Regions from separate parts of the Sus scrofa genome. Here region 1 is linked to region 2. The links are chromatin contacts, called in public HiChIP or PLAC-seq maps. All regions are on one chromosome and are shown on one strand. The core of a region is the stretch at or near the end of the contact, and the rest is flanking DNA. Distances in the headings are between cores, read along the strand shown.

Region 1 (6,494 bases), core at 3,932-6,431, 260 kb after region 2:
TTATTAATGCCTGTATATAAATATGGAATAGCTATGTTTTATATATAATCTATATATATCTATATCTATCTATACAGCCATACTTTGGAAAGAGGTGAGGGGAAAAAGGTCACAGATACCCAGGAAATGGGTTTGATGGGCAGGCTCAGCCCTGAACGCAGAAGGAAGGGCTCTGTGACCGCCTCAGCACTTGGCAATCATGTGTGTGCTGGTCCTTTGAGCACTGGGGAGGGAGGCTTTGTCTTTGGAGAGGGGCTTCATGTCTCAGAGCCTGCTATGGCCACGATGCACTTGCTTTTGCAAATTAATAATCCCCTGCGCTGGGTCCCTTTCTGGCCGCGGAGCTAATTGGAGTTGCACTGTTTGGAGACCTGACCCTGGGGACCCTGTGTGCCATCATCTCTCCTGGACTTTTCACTCGAGCTTTGCCCCCACCTCTGGTTTATGAACCACCTTCCTCATTAGCTCAATAACTTTGCCCGATCTAACTGCTTAAACCTTGTAAACCCCATCTTCTACCTTCAAAGCTGCAGGAAAATCAGGACGCATTTCCCCCAACTGTGAAATTGCCACATCTACTAATGAGAAATTGTTCCTTTAGAGAAAAAAAAAATACTCTTCCTATCCCTGTTAGTGTTCTCTTTCCTAAAAGGGAACAGATCTGCCCTCTGGATTCTTTATTTTAGTTGTTCTTCCCTTGGTTTCAGTCTCCAGTTTTCTATGCAAACACCAGTATGTTCCATCCTTCTGGGCTCTGGGGGGCTCAAATGCATTCTGGCCAAGTGGTATTTGAGCAGCACAGCACTGCCACAGTTGGGAGTGTTTCCTCAGGCACTGTGAATGTGTGTTTTGCTTGGCCAAGATAGCATTTAACAAAACCAAGCCACTTTTTAAATATTTGGAGATTTTGCAACAACAACAACAACAAAATCTGGATCCCCAAGTAAGAGTAGATAGCAGGGGGTTTCCAGTTCTCTCTGGCCCACATCCTTCACAGATGAAGGTGTGGACACCCTTAGAAAGCTGCTCTCTTCCCCCTGTGAACGTTTGCCCACCCCCACCCCAGTCTGAGAATTAAACCTGCCCCCTAACCAAGGTCCCCTGTGAGAAGTGGACATTCGTGCAGTCATTCTCTGGCTATGTAAAAGGACTTCAGTTCCCTTCCTGGGGTTAAGATTTGAAGTTGGCTTTTGGGGGACCAGTGGAGACCTCCTTTGGGCAGTTCCCTTTAAACCAATTCTCTCTTGCTTGTATATTAACAGCCTTCCTGTCTGCATTTGGGAGGCAAGCCCTTTACTCCAAGAAGCTTTGGTCATGGTTACTGGTTTCTCCAGCACACCTGCCCTTCCAAGCTTTGCCGAATTTGAATGAGGGACACAGGAGTCCCATTTGCAATTAGGAATTCTGTGTCCATAAGGACAAGAACAAAGACTGAGCTTTAATACTCCATAGGAAACTTGTTAATCCACAAACAAGTGTTAATGCTGCAAATAACAGTATCTTTTAAAGAAATGTTTTAAAGCTTATTATCAGCCAAATAGGAATATTGAAGCGTGACTGGCAGTGATCAGATCAGCTCTGCTTGGGTTTTGGAAGGTCTCATCTCATTGGGGTTTTAGCAGACATGCTGAAACTTGGGATTAGGTGGAACTTTTTGGAACGCTGCTTCGGTAGAGGTGGGCTGAGAGAACAGTTAAGACAGCTTGACCACAATGTCATGGAAGTGCCCAGAAATGCTGTGCACTTTAGGGCTGTTGATGCCATCCCAATAGCTATTGCTCACTGACCTCTAGTGGTGAATTTCCAGAATACTAGTTTGTTAATGGGATCTTCCAAGATTCAGAAGAGCTTAGCACTTCTGGGTCATCATCAGCATAAACTGGAATCTAGTGTCAAATGATACTGTGGCTTGCTTTATGTTATTTTTTTTTCCTTATTCAAGAAAAAGACCAAGGAATAACATTCTGTACTTCCTAAAAATACTGACTTTTTCACTACTATACTTAAAGGGAAAGTTTTATTCTTTTATGAACACTTCATACTCATGTATTAAAATAGGAATGTGAATCCTATATACTCTTTTTATATCAAATGTCTCAAGCACTTATTTTCATTCTATGCATTGTTTGTCTTTTATATAAATAAAGCAAAAATACTCAGGTCAGCTTCCTGACTCCTGTTCCTATTCATAGAAGACCATTAGCCTCATTTGGTTATTTTGCATTTGTGCAGAAAAAAGCCACAGGACAAATCCTCTCCAACTTTTCCACATACATTGTCTTCTTCAACTGAGTGTCAGGTCCCTGTTTTTAAAAAGCAAACTGTGAGATGTGGGAGAAGCTGCTGGTGGCTTGCCCTTTATCCCAGGTCCCCACACACTGTTCCTCTACATACCCAACCACCATGTCCACCTGCTCTCCTGGGAGCCTCTGGCATCTACACACAGCTTCTCACAGGGCGTGGCACAGGTGGCTGCCCACTCCTTCTCTTCCTGCCTCTTCTCACAGTAGCGGGCTGGTATCATTTTCCTCCTGCCAGGTGTCCTCCCTCTTCCTTCCACTCAGCCAGAGCATGCCAGTTGGGGCTTTTTCTTTGAGGTATAGGTGACACACAACATTACATTAGTTTCAGGTGTATAATATAATGATTCAATATGTGTATATATTGTGAAATCATCACGAAAGTTAAGTCTAGTTAACATCCATCACCATTGATAGTTACAAATTTTTGCTCTTGTGATGAGAAATCTTAAGATTCACCTTCTCAGCAACTTTCAAATATGCAATACAATATTATTAACTCTAGTTGCAATGCTGTACATTGCATACCATGACTTATTTATTTTACAAATTGGAAGTCTCTATATTCTCTTCCCCTTCACCCATTTCATCCACTCCCTACTTCCTGCCTGTGGTGACCACCAGTCTGTTCTCTGTACTCCTTATTTTCTTCTTGTTCTTTTTTCAAATTCCACATAAAAGTGATATCACATGGTATTTGCCTTCTTCTGTCTGACTTATTTCACTAAACACAATGTCTGCAAGTTCTGTCCATGTGAAATACAAATGGCAAGATTTTTTTATGGTTGAAAAATATTCCCTTGTTAATTTTTTTTATATATATGCCACTTCTTTTTATCCATTCATCCATCAATGGACACTTGAGTTGTACTCTTTTCTTGGCTACTGTAAATAATGATGCAGTGAACATGGGGCACAGATATGTTTTCAAGTTAATATTTTCATTTTCTTTGGCTAAATACCCAGAGGTAGAAATGCTGGGTAATATGGCAGTTCTATGTTTAATTTTTTGAGGCCCCTCCATACTGTTTTCCATAGTGGCTACACCAATTTACATTTCCACCAATGGTGCATGTACCCCGCAGCTGTGACAACCAAGAATGCCACCAAATGCCACATTGCCAAATGTTCCCTGGGAGACCAAATCGCTCTCGGTTGAGAACCTCTTAGCTAGATGATGTGGTCCTATTCTGGGGACATTAGTTATAGTCCTCGTCTTAATTAGCAGCTCGGCAATTTTAGAGGTTACTAATTTTATCAATTAACAGCTCCTCCATTTACCACCTGTGTGACCTGGGCAAATTACTTAACCTCTCCATGCCTGTTTAATTCTGCGTGCAATGGAATTTTACAGGCTTCATCCTACATCAGAAACTGCTGTGATCGGCAATGCATGCAAAGCTTTTGGAGCTGCATCTTGAACTTGGAAAGCCTTCAGTCCATATGGGCCAATATTAGGTTGGTTTAGTGTGCCAGGGCTGCTCTCTAAGGAGGCAGATTTTGAGGTACATCCTAGAGCACATTATCAAAGCAGAGGAAGTGGACACAAAAACTGCAGGCCTGGACAACAGGAAAGAACCTGCCCTGTGAGAGACCAATGATCTGGGAGAACTTCCGTTTGCTGACCCGCTGTGTCATTCGACTGACTCCTCCACTAGCTCTATGAGGTAGGTACTATGCCCATTTTACAGATGAGAAAAACTGCTCAGAGGACTCCAGAAGATGCCTAGGGTCTCACAGAGGTAGACTCTGCTTGCAAAGCCATATTGTCCTGGAGCCCAGAATTTGGAATAACAATTTGGAAGATTGCTTGGTTCTTTTCTCTAATTAATGTTGTCTCCTGAGGGACCTGGGTGTACCGCACCACCATGAATGTGTCCTACCCCATTCACATGGCACCAGCATTGTTCTCTTCTACCTCCACCCCACATGGGGCTGTTGCCTGATGCGGACAAATGAGGCATAATCTCAGCCTTGTTGCCCAGCTGACTTCCCATGCATATAAGAAATGCTGTCTAAATTTTTGCTGAGAGTACAACTGGAAGACGAGTGAATAGTGTTATCTAATGTGTGAAATGAGCTTAGTCTTTCAGATGGATTCAGATCTCGGATCGTGCCAAACTTTAAAAACATTATTTTAGTGGGTTTGTTTTTTTTTATTTTAACACGTACTAGAAAAAAAATAAACACATTCAGCCTTTGCTTGAAATATAGCTGATTTTAATTATAGCCAAATTGACTTTTTTTTACTGCATTAAGTAGATAACAGTCTTTATTTCTGGCAACCGCAGGAGCTGGGAGTATGAATGACAAGGTTAGTGTGCTTCCCCTAAAGAAGCAAATCCTTGTGAATCACTAAAATTTCTGAAGCACGGGAAGCACCAAACACCATCTTCTCTGTTTTACCATCTTTTAAAATTTGTTTTAATCATCACTACCAACCTACGATATAGTCTTACTTCTGTATTAGAAGCAAGGAAAAAGAGGCAGGGAGCCAAATGTTCCCTGGGTATTAGTAAAAGCCCCACAGTGAGCAGTCTTAAGGCCAGGATTTGAAATGAAGCAGTCAGACTTCAGAGCCTCACTCTGACCTTGAGCACAAGGTGAGGCCAGAGTTGGAGGGCAAGGTGGAACCCTGGAATACTTGGGGGTCTAATTCCTTAGCCTGAAATGCAGATGGGGAAGGTGCAGTTTGCACTGGAGGGGCGAGGAGTGGCCATCAGGGAGCCCAGGAAGCAAAAGTCATTTCTCAAAGGCATGTGAACTCTGGGCTCCAGCCCAAGTGCTCCAGCCAGAACAGGAGCCAAGATGTTCTGACCCCTCTTGCAGGCTATGTTTTGCCTGGGTTCTTTCAGTTCTGGCTGCTGCAAAGTCAGGAGCATTCCTGGTTGGCAGTAAGTCTCTAAGCACACTTGGCAGGGTCTTGATCCTTGCACCATCAGCAGCTCTGGATGCAGGCACTCCTGGTGCCTGGGAGTTTCTAGTTGGCAGGGGTGGGTTTTGTTTTAAGCTCTCTATGCAAATGACACACTAATAGTCCAGTCCTGAGGGAAATCCCTTCCCAAGGTGACAGAGAACTTTTCCTGTATGCAAGCATGCCCATCCTTTTTCACAAAAGTCACCACAGTTGGCATTTGCAATTTTGTTCATTTTCCTCCCGAAATAGGCTGCCTAATTGTTACTTATCACATTTCTAATTAGTTTTTTTTTTCACTTGAATAATTATAGCTCCACACACTGAGTTTGGGGCCATGGCTTTTGGGCCTACTTTGCAAAGTATGCAGATAAAGACAAGATTGTGAACTTTCCCACAACATGGCCTGCCAATCAGCCTCACAGAGTGTAATTTAACTCTAATACACCTCTTGATCTTCAGTGCATTTAAAAATAGCTTGCTAATAGTCTTCCTATTTGAATTAAGCTAAAATTGCACATGGTGTGAAATGTGTGCTCTCTCCCTCTTGTCTCTACACACACACACACACAGGCACACACATCCCTGATCCTGAAAAGGCACTCCACGTGCGGCTTGTGCAGCAAAACACTTTGAGATTGTCCTCAAATCTTCCCCATCTCGTGTCTGCAGTATAAACAACAGAATAATGGTAGCCTTGGGGCCAGAGGGTCATCAAAAAGGATAAAATGCCTCAAAATCATGTTTTGTCTGAATATCCATAACAAAATCCTTAAAATTGGGACCTCTGGAGTCAGGCCTCCTTGGTTCAAATCCTAACTCTGCATTGACTGTCTGACTTGATGTAAGCCTTTTAACCGTTTTATTCCTTTGGTTTCCTACCATGTAAAATGGGGTAATGGTAGACCCTCCCTGGGAGAGTAGTAAGAATTAGTATAAAAACAGAGCTACTGTTTTCAAAGTGGTTAGAACAGAGTGCATATAAGCATTATTATATCTGCTTCCAAATGAAGTTGTATTGTTGTCATACTAAAGACATGATATTCCCAAAATCTTTGGATAAAACAGACTCTTGAGGGAGCTAAGCCCTATTTCCCTGTAACTGTAAAGAGACCACCCTTATCCTTGAGAGGCTGGGTTGTCAGTGTGCCTGGTGTGGCTGTGGTGGTACATATGGAGCCCTGTGGGACTAGGAGTCTTGGGTCTCACCCAAGCTCCTCCATCTACCACTTCTTCTTCCATTATTGCTCTTTTGCCCTATCTGGACTCTCCCTATCCTG
Region 2 (6,895 bases), core at 4,185-6,684:
CTATTTAATGAACATTGAGACTAGAAAATATTTTCATGTACAATAAGACACTGAACACACACACACGTGCACATTCAGCTGACTGTGGTTCACCGACTTTGTCTCAAGAATGAAAATGTACACATAGCCTCACTGTACAATAAAATTTTGGGAAAGAAAATACACTATTCTAATCAGTGTAAGAGCCAGAGCCAGCTCCACCCTTTTCCCAATTTTGTAGCTTTAGTTAGCCTCATAGAAAAGCTCAAGGCAGAAATAGAGAGTCCTGCACATAGAATTGTATTACTGAGCAGAAATGCCTTCAACTCTTTGTCGCTGCCTTCTGTTATGAATGAAAAAGATGAAACTCCACCTGAATGCCTGAAAAAGACAGTTGAAACACAGCAGTAATGACACATTTCCACATATATATATGTATTTATATATATTAAAATATATGTAAGTATTTTTTAAACTTATCTCTCACCAAGATCATCATGAGAAACCGGTAGGCCTGAGCCTAGGATCCCCACACACAAATAATTCCTGTGCAAAGATCCCTTTTAATTAAATTGCACTTAACTGCACATTAAAGTTTCAAAACCCTGCTCACCTCAACCAATACCTACAGATTCCCAGACTGTTATTTAAAATAATGAATATAGGGCAAGTGTTCGGAAAACAGTTCAAATTCTCTCTCTCTCTCACACACACACACACACCATTTTGAGTGCACAGAGTGAATCAAAATGCACCACAAATCACCACTTATTTTAGTCCTTTTTTCTGCTATGTAAGAGGGATTTAGATGATTTTTTAAGTCAGTGTTTGGGACCAGAAAGACTTTCCTTTTTAGTCTCAAGAAACACAATAATCAATTCCTATAAGAGAAAAATGTGTTTTTCCCAAATATGTTGCACAGCAAAGATAAGACGACTTCTCCCCCGGGAGATGGGAACAAACAGTGTTGTCAGCACAGGAAGGCTGCTGAAGAGGCGGCCACATCCCCCCTGCCAACCTGATTAGAGAAAGCCAGGAAGCAGGGCTGTTTACTTGGGAACCAACATGAGAACCTGCTGCAGCCCCAACCCCAAGGGGGGAAGGGAGCAACAAGCGCATCAGGGAAAGGCCAGGATGCCCACGTGGCATCTTCTCCATCCCCCACTGTGGGCTCTGTTTCTGAGACAGCGATGCCCAGGGATTAGCCAACATGTCAGCCCCGCCCAGGACACAACTGGGGAGTGGGACGGAGGTACCTGACAAGGATTTAGGACAGGAAGAAAAACCACACAACTCTCATTCAGACTGTCTCCAGGGGACTACAAGTTTCAGTGGGTGGCAGATTGGCACTGTGTCAATGCTGTTTTAGTGGGAACGGTGTTTGTCGGTATTCCCTCCACTGTGGAATTCCAGCTTAGACTGAGCTACAAGAAATGTATACAGTGGGGTTTAGAACTTAAGCGTAAACCAGTTATTCTCAAACTCCAAGGTCAGGGTAGGCACATGGGCAGGCCCTGAAGGGGCTCACCTGTGTGATAGCTGGTCTGAACACACCTGGTGGAGGTGAGCAGGGCCTGGCACTTGCTCCTTCAGGTCCAGGTTCCCAGGTCAGGTGTAGGCTCAGCAACCAGGTGAAATGGCAGTTTCTTCTGCAGGCTACTCCCATCACTAAAGTTGGAAGGTTCCAGACTGGGCTTCCAGGCCATCCTCCTGGATTTGCTTGTCTTTTTTTCTCTCCCACTTCATATTTATCTCTCCTTGACTGCATGCCCTGCTGACTTCAGACTCCAATGCTAGAGTGAGAAACAACAGGCACACACAGACTATTTAACCATTTCCTTCAACTGTGAACAGTCAAATCTCAGTTTAAAAAAAGTTACAGATTCCGTCGTGGCCAGTGGTTACGAATCGACTAGAACCATGAGGTTGCGGGTTGGTCCTGCCTGCTCAGTGGGTACGATCGGCGTGCGTGAGCTGTGGTGTAGGTGCAGACGGCTGGATCCAGCGTGCTGTGGCTGTGCGTAGGCGGTGCTACAGCTCGATTCGACCTAGCTTGGACTCATATGCCACAGAGCGCCAGAATAGCTAAAAAAAAAAAAGTTTACAGTATACCACTCGTATTGGTTCAGTTTCCTTGGTCAAATCTTGCCTGATACCATCTAAGTTCCAGAGGATGTTGGCCCATGTCCTTGGTGCTGGGGTGACCTGGTTATTAACCAGATGATTTGATTTACCTATAGGCAAGATGGCACTCTCAAGATTTCTGATAAAATTATTCATGAAAATATAATCTTGGAATTGAAAAATGGGACAGGAGCAGATGGCAATAAAACCCATTCTAAAGCAATGAAAATGACAATTGGAAACCATGAAATTCTGAGTCAGATACTGCTTCAAGGAATGTATGTTCATTTTATATGTATAGAACTATACTATTTATATATACATATAAATATACGTGTGTATGTTTATATATATGTATATGCACAGAGTTAGAAAAAGTATTCACCAGCATACATCTCCATGGGAACTATTTCTGTAAACAAATATGAATTGACAGGCTGCCAAAGGAATAGTGAAATGTGAATCCTTAATCCAGGCTGGTTTCAAGAAAATAGCATTGTTTCTGTAACTTTGAGAAATAAAAATGATTGGTTATAGTGTCTTCTATATTACTCCTTTATACTCCATCTCATTTCCAAAAGTATTTCAGGCAGCTTGCAAATATGCTCTCTAAAAAAAATAAAATAAAATGAGGATGAAAGTGGAGCCAAGGAAAAATATGACTATAAATATAAAACAGAGCAGGTTTAAATGAATTCAGAAAACTGTACAAATTCAAAAGAATGCATTTGATTAATTCCTGTGCAGTTGAGTATAACATTATCCACAGTGTGGCATGGAGACCTGAAAAATAAATGCAGTATTAGACTAAATTAATCAAGATGTAGCATCCTGTGTGTGGAAACTGGTAATTTAATTTTACTCTACAGTAACCAAGTCTTTTCTATAAGGTTTTTTTCTTTTTCTTTTTCTTTCTTTTTTCTTTTTTTTTTTTTTTTTGTCTTTTTGTCTTTTTAGGGCCGCACACACGGCACATGGAGGTTCCCAGGCTAAGGGTCTAATAGCTGCCGGCCTACACCACAGCCACAGCAACGCAGGATCCTTAACCCACAACCAGGGATCAAACCCGCAACCTCATGGTTCCTAATCGGATTCATTTCCACTGCGCCACAACAGGAACTCTCTATAAGTTTTTTTCAATGTATGGTTCCAGGTCCTAAGAGATTTAGACAATCAAGCACATGGTCAGACTAAGAAAATAGCGAAAAGACTGGAAGTAATGCCTGGGAAGAGTGGTTGAAGGAGCTGAGAGGTTTTAACCAAAAAAAGGAAGATTTTATGAGACAAACTAATTATTTTCCAGATAAAGTTCTCCTCAGTAGAATAGGACAAATATGAAATGTATTACCTAGAGATAAACATAAAGTCAGGCTAAGGGTAAAAGAAATAAATGTAAGGGAGTTTCCGTTGTGGCTCAGCAGAAACAAACCCAGCTCTATCCATGAGGATATGGGATCCATCCCTGGTCTCGCTCAGTGGGTTAAGGATCTGGCACTGCAGTGAGCTGTGGTGTAGGTTGCAGATGCGGCTTGGATTCCTCATTGCTGTGTTGTAGGCCAGCAGCCACAGCTCCTATTTGACGCCTAGTCTGGGAATCTCCACATGCCATGGGTGCAGCCCTAAAAAGATTTTAAAAAGAAATAAATGTAAGGTGAATGCAGCACTCACATTTATGCAAATGTCAACATGAAATCAAAAGCTTGGAGAGTTTTGAGCAGAGGTCTTCAAACAAGTAAGACTCCTCCCTGTTTGGAATGTCACAGAAAATAGGCAAACACTGGGTATGAGACTGAAAAAAAAAATATCAGCCATCGTTCCTGTCTTGATCACATACAACACTCCAGGACTGGTAGTACATGGCATTTTCCAAAAATCATAGGCCAAGTCTTCTCAGTTGAACAAACAGAACAGAGCCCTAACTGTGAACAGTTGAGTGCTTTATCCTTCTTCCGGGGGAACTGACAAAGAAAAAATGGCCACACCTGAGACACACCTCTTACATGAGGCACTCCCTGGTTCTCCTTGGTTGCTTCTCTCACATTCCACAACTCATTTAGCACATGCTCTCCCCAGCTAGGGCACAAGCCAGAGATTGCATGAACAAATTCTAGCCCACACGTTTAACCATACATGGAGTTTATAGCTGTAAAATTAGTTCCCAACATTTAAAACTACGGAAAATTCATACAAAATTTGAGATGGGTAACTAGTCTGGAAGAATAGAAAGATCTGGGACTCCTGAGCCCACTTTCCTACAGGGCACTGGCATCACTGAAGCTAAATTCTGTCTTCCCTCTTTGAAGGAGGCCTGCTCCCCAGCTGGCATCACTCCTCACTGGCTCATGCATTTACAGGAACTGACTGGCCCTGGCTGAATTCAGAATCCCTATCGTGTATTTTGAGTACACTGAATGATAGACTTCTTACTTTTATTTATTTACTTTTGGACTGAGAACTCTTTAGTGTTTGTATATCTTCTTAAGAATGTCTTAGCTGGGTTCCCCAGAAAAAGAGCCTGAGGAAAGGATTAAGTGCTTTATAAGGGAGCTACAAACCTAGGGCAACCAGAGATCAGAAAAAGGAAAGTGAGAAAGGAAAGCGTAGGAAGCAACTCCTGGGAGATGGATATTTTGGACAGAGCATCCCACTTAAAAGGTACAAACACTCAGCCAGGTGGCATTCCTCAGAATATTTTGCTCAAGAAACAGTGATACCATGGACAAAGCAGGCCCCCTCCCATTGAACCAAGAGGGCCTCATTGGCAATTAACTGCTCCATGCTTCTGAGTTGAATGGCTTGGTCCCTTTGATGAACTTCATGATGCCAGCTTCCTGTCCCAAGGTGTAGTTCTTCTACACTATTCTAAAAATGGGAGGAGGAGACAGAAATTCCAGGTGTGTGACTGGTGGGGCTGTGTGGTGGCTGCCAAGGGCAGTGGAATAGGTTCTGGGCCCTGGGTGATGGGTTTTGCCCTAGTCTGAATGGAAAGTCAGCCATTGACAAAAAGCAAGTGAGAGTCATGTGTGATGAGGTGGAGGGAGTCTAATACAGGGGGTCAGCCAACTATAGCCCATGAGCCCAGTCTGACTATCATCTGCATTTCATATATAGCTGTGAGTTAAAAATGACTTCACTTTTTTAAATGGATGCAAAAAGTCAAAGGAATCATATCCCATGATGAATAAAAATTACACGAAATTGCAATATCAGGTCCATAAATAAAGTTTTATGGGAAAGCAGCCATGCTTGTTCACTCATGTATTGCTGACGTGCTCCCACACATCAGACTCAACAGGCAGAGCAGACACCACACAAGCCACAGAGCATAAAATACTTATCATCAGGCCCTTTACAGAGATGGCTGGTCAACTTCTGGTCTACAGAAGCCCCTTCAGTGTATCTGAATAAAGAAGCAAGATTAAATGTTCTCACCAAAACACGGTATGGCTATAATGGCCCAAAAATGATGTTAAAAGTGATTACAATTGACACAGCTTCTGCCCTCATAATTGTTAATGTAACTGCAGCCCTTGCACAATTGGAAGAGGCCCCAGGCTTAACGTCTTGTGATCTATTTTTGAAATTACCTAAAAAAAGCCAAGATAATTTTTATGGCTTTAGCCCCAATAGCAATATAGCACCTCTATCCCCAGATGAAAATTATCCCAGAGCATCATCCTTAAATACAACAGAGCAAGAAAGAGAGCTAATGTTATTTGTTTATTGCATTTATAATTCAAGGCATGTGGTTTTTCAATTTTGAAATTCTACACAGGAAAAAAACAAAATAAAACGTGTGCATATGTAGAGAAACCACAGCTCTGTGCAGTCTTCTGCCTGCACCAGGCACATGTTTCCTGTGGTTATCATTTGTTGTGAGTTAAAGGCTCATGGCATACCAACTCTGGGCCAGTTGAATCAACTACAAGCCATGCTAATAATAGGCCCAATTTTGATGACAGCAGAGAAGCAATCCCTGTCACTGACTACATTAAGAACTCTGTGCAAAGAAAGATTTTTGAGCGTTTGGGGGATATCTTTTATTTAGAGAGTAAGTTCTGTTTGTTCATTCACTCAAAAAAGCACCTGATGAGACTCTAACTGTACCAGGTACGAGGTGAGAGACTGAGAATAGTTACACAGGACATGGTTCCTGCCTTGGCACTTGGGATATCGTCAACCAACACTCTGGCCCTCATTGCCTGGATGCTGTCAACTATGCATTCCCTCCCAGAATAGCCTTCTCTGGGGACCTGGGCTCCCAGGGGAACAGCAGCTAATTATTCTTGGCTCCACTTCCCAAGGCAAGCCTGGCCTTTCATGGCAGCTGGAGAGCATGCAAGCCTCTCCCGGCATGGGTGTGTCTAAGCCAACATGGGCAGGGCCAGCCTTTACAAAAGAGGGCCCAGCCCAGAGCATCAGGACACCTCCTCTGCAAAGCTGTGGAGGGCCCCTCTCTGTTTCTAGGCTCCTGATCTGCTTTGTGAGAACCAAGAGTTCCTCTGATCTGTCTAAACATGGGTTTTCCTTGGGTGTCTTAGAGGACCTTGGAATGTGAAACTGGAGTTTTGTTTCTTCCTGATAGAACTGATGAGGCTTGGGGAGGGGTCCGTGAAACAATCACCTGATAACACTCTGTGCATATGATAATGTTCTCAATTGTGCCTACTAAGGAAGGGTGTTTTTTTAAGCAGGCTTGGTGTAGAACTCATGTAAATGTTCTTTGACTGCTTTCCACTGCTTTTTTTGGCGGGGGTGGTGTAGCCAAGGCATACGGATATTCCCAGGCCAG

Evidence for each region. HiChIP or PLAC-seq counts read pairs in DNA pulled down with a chosen protein or histone mark.
Region 1: an H3K27ac HiChIP or PLAC-seq map of skeletal muscle shows a contact between it and region 2, with 4 times the contacts expected there. The contact joins two enhancer-like sites. A contact is called at or near these places in 1 of 47 Hi-C or Micro-C datasets (embryonic fibroblasts) and 1 of 2 datasets of contacts at active chromatin or transcription factors (skeletal muscle).

The regions. Positions count from the first base shown.
Region 1 is chr13:16,873,665-16,880,158 of Sscrofa11.1, forward strand. TGFBR2 (TGF-beta receptor type-2) reads left to right here. Exons shown (of 7, transcript XM_021071493.1): 7 at 1-2,164. Among named protein-coding and RNA genes, the nearest start is that of TGFBR2, 93 kb to the left of the region's middle. Within about 2 kb of position 5,182, at least 3 of the 83 cell types and tissues checked have an H3K27ac peak or open chromatin away from gene starts, as enhancers often do. A contact at or near this core is called in skeletal muscle, where this site is marked.
Region 2 is chr13:16,615,612-16,622,506 of Sscrofa11.1, forward strand. No RefSeq gene overlaps it. Among named protein-coding and RNA genes, the nearest start is that of TGFBR2, 170 kb to the right of the region's middle. Within about 2 kb of position 5,435, at least 17 of the 83 cell types and tissues checked have an H3K27ac peak or open chromatin away from gene starts, as enhancers often do. A contact at or near this core is called in skeletal muscle, where this site is marked.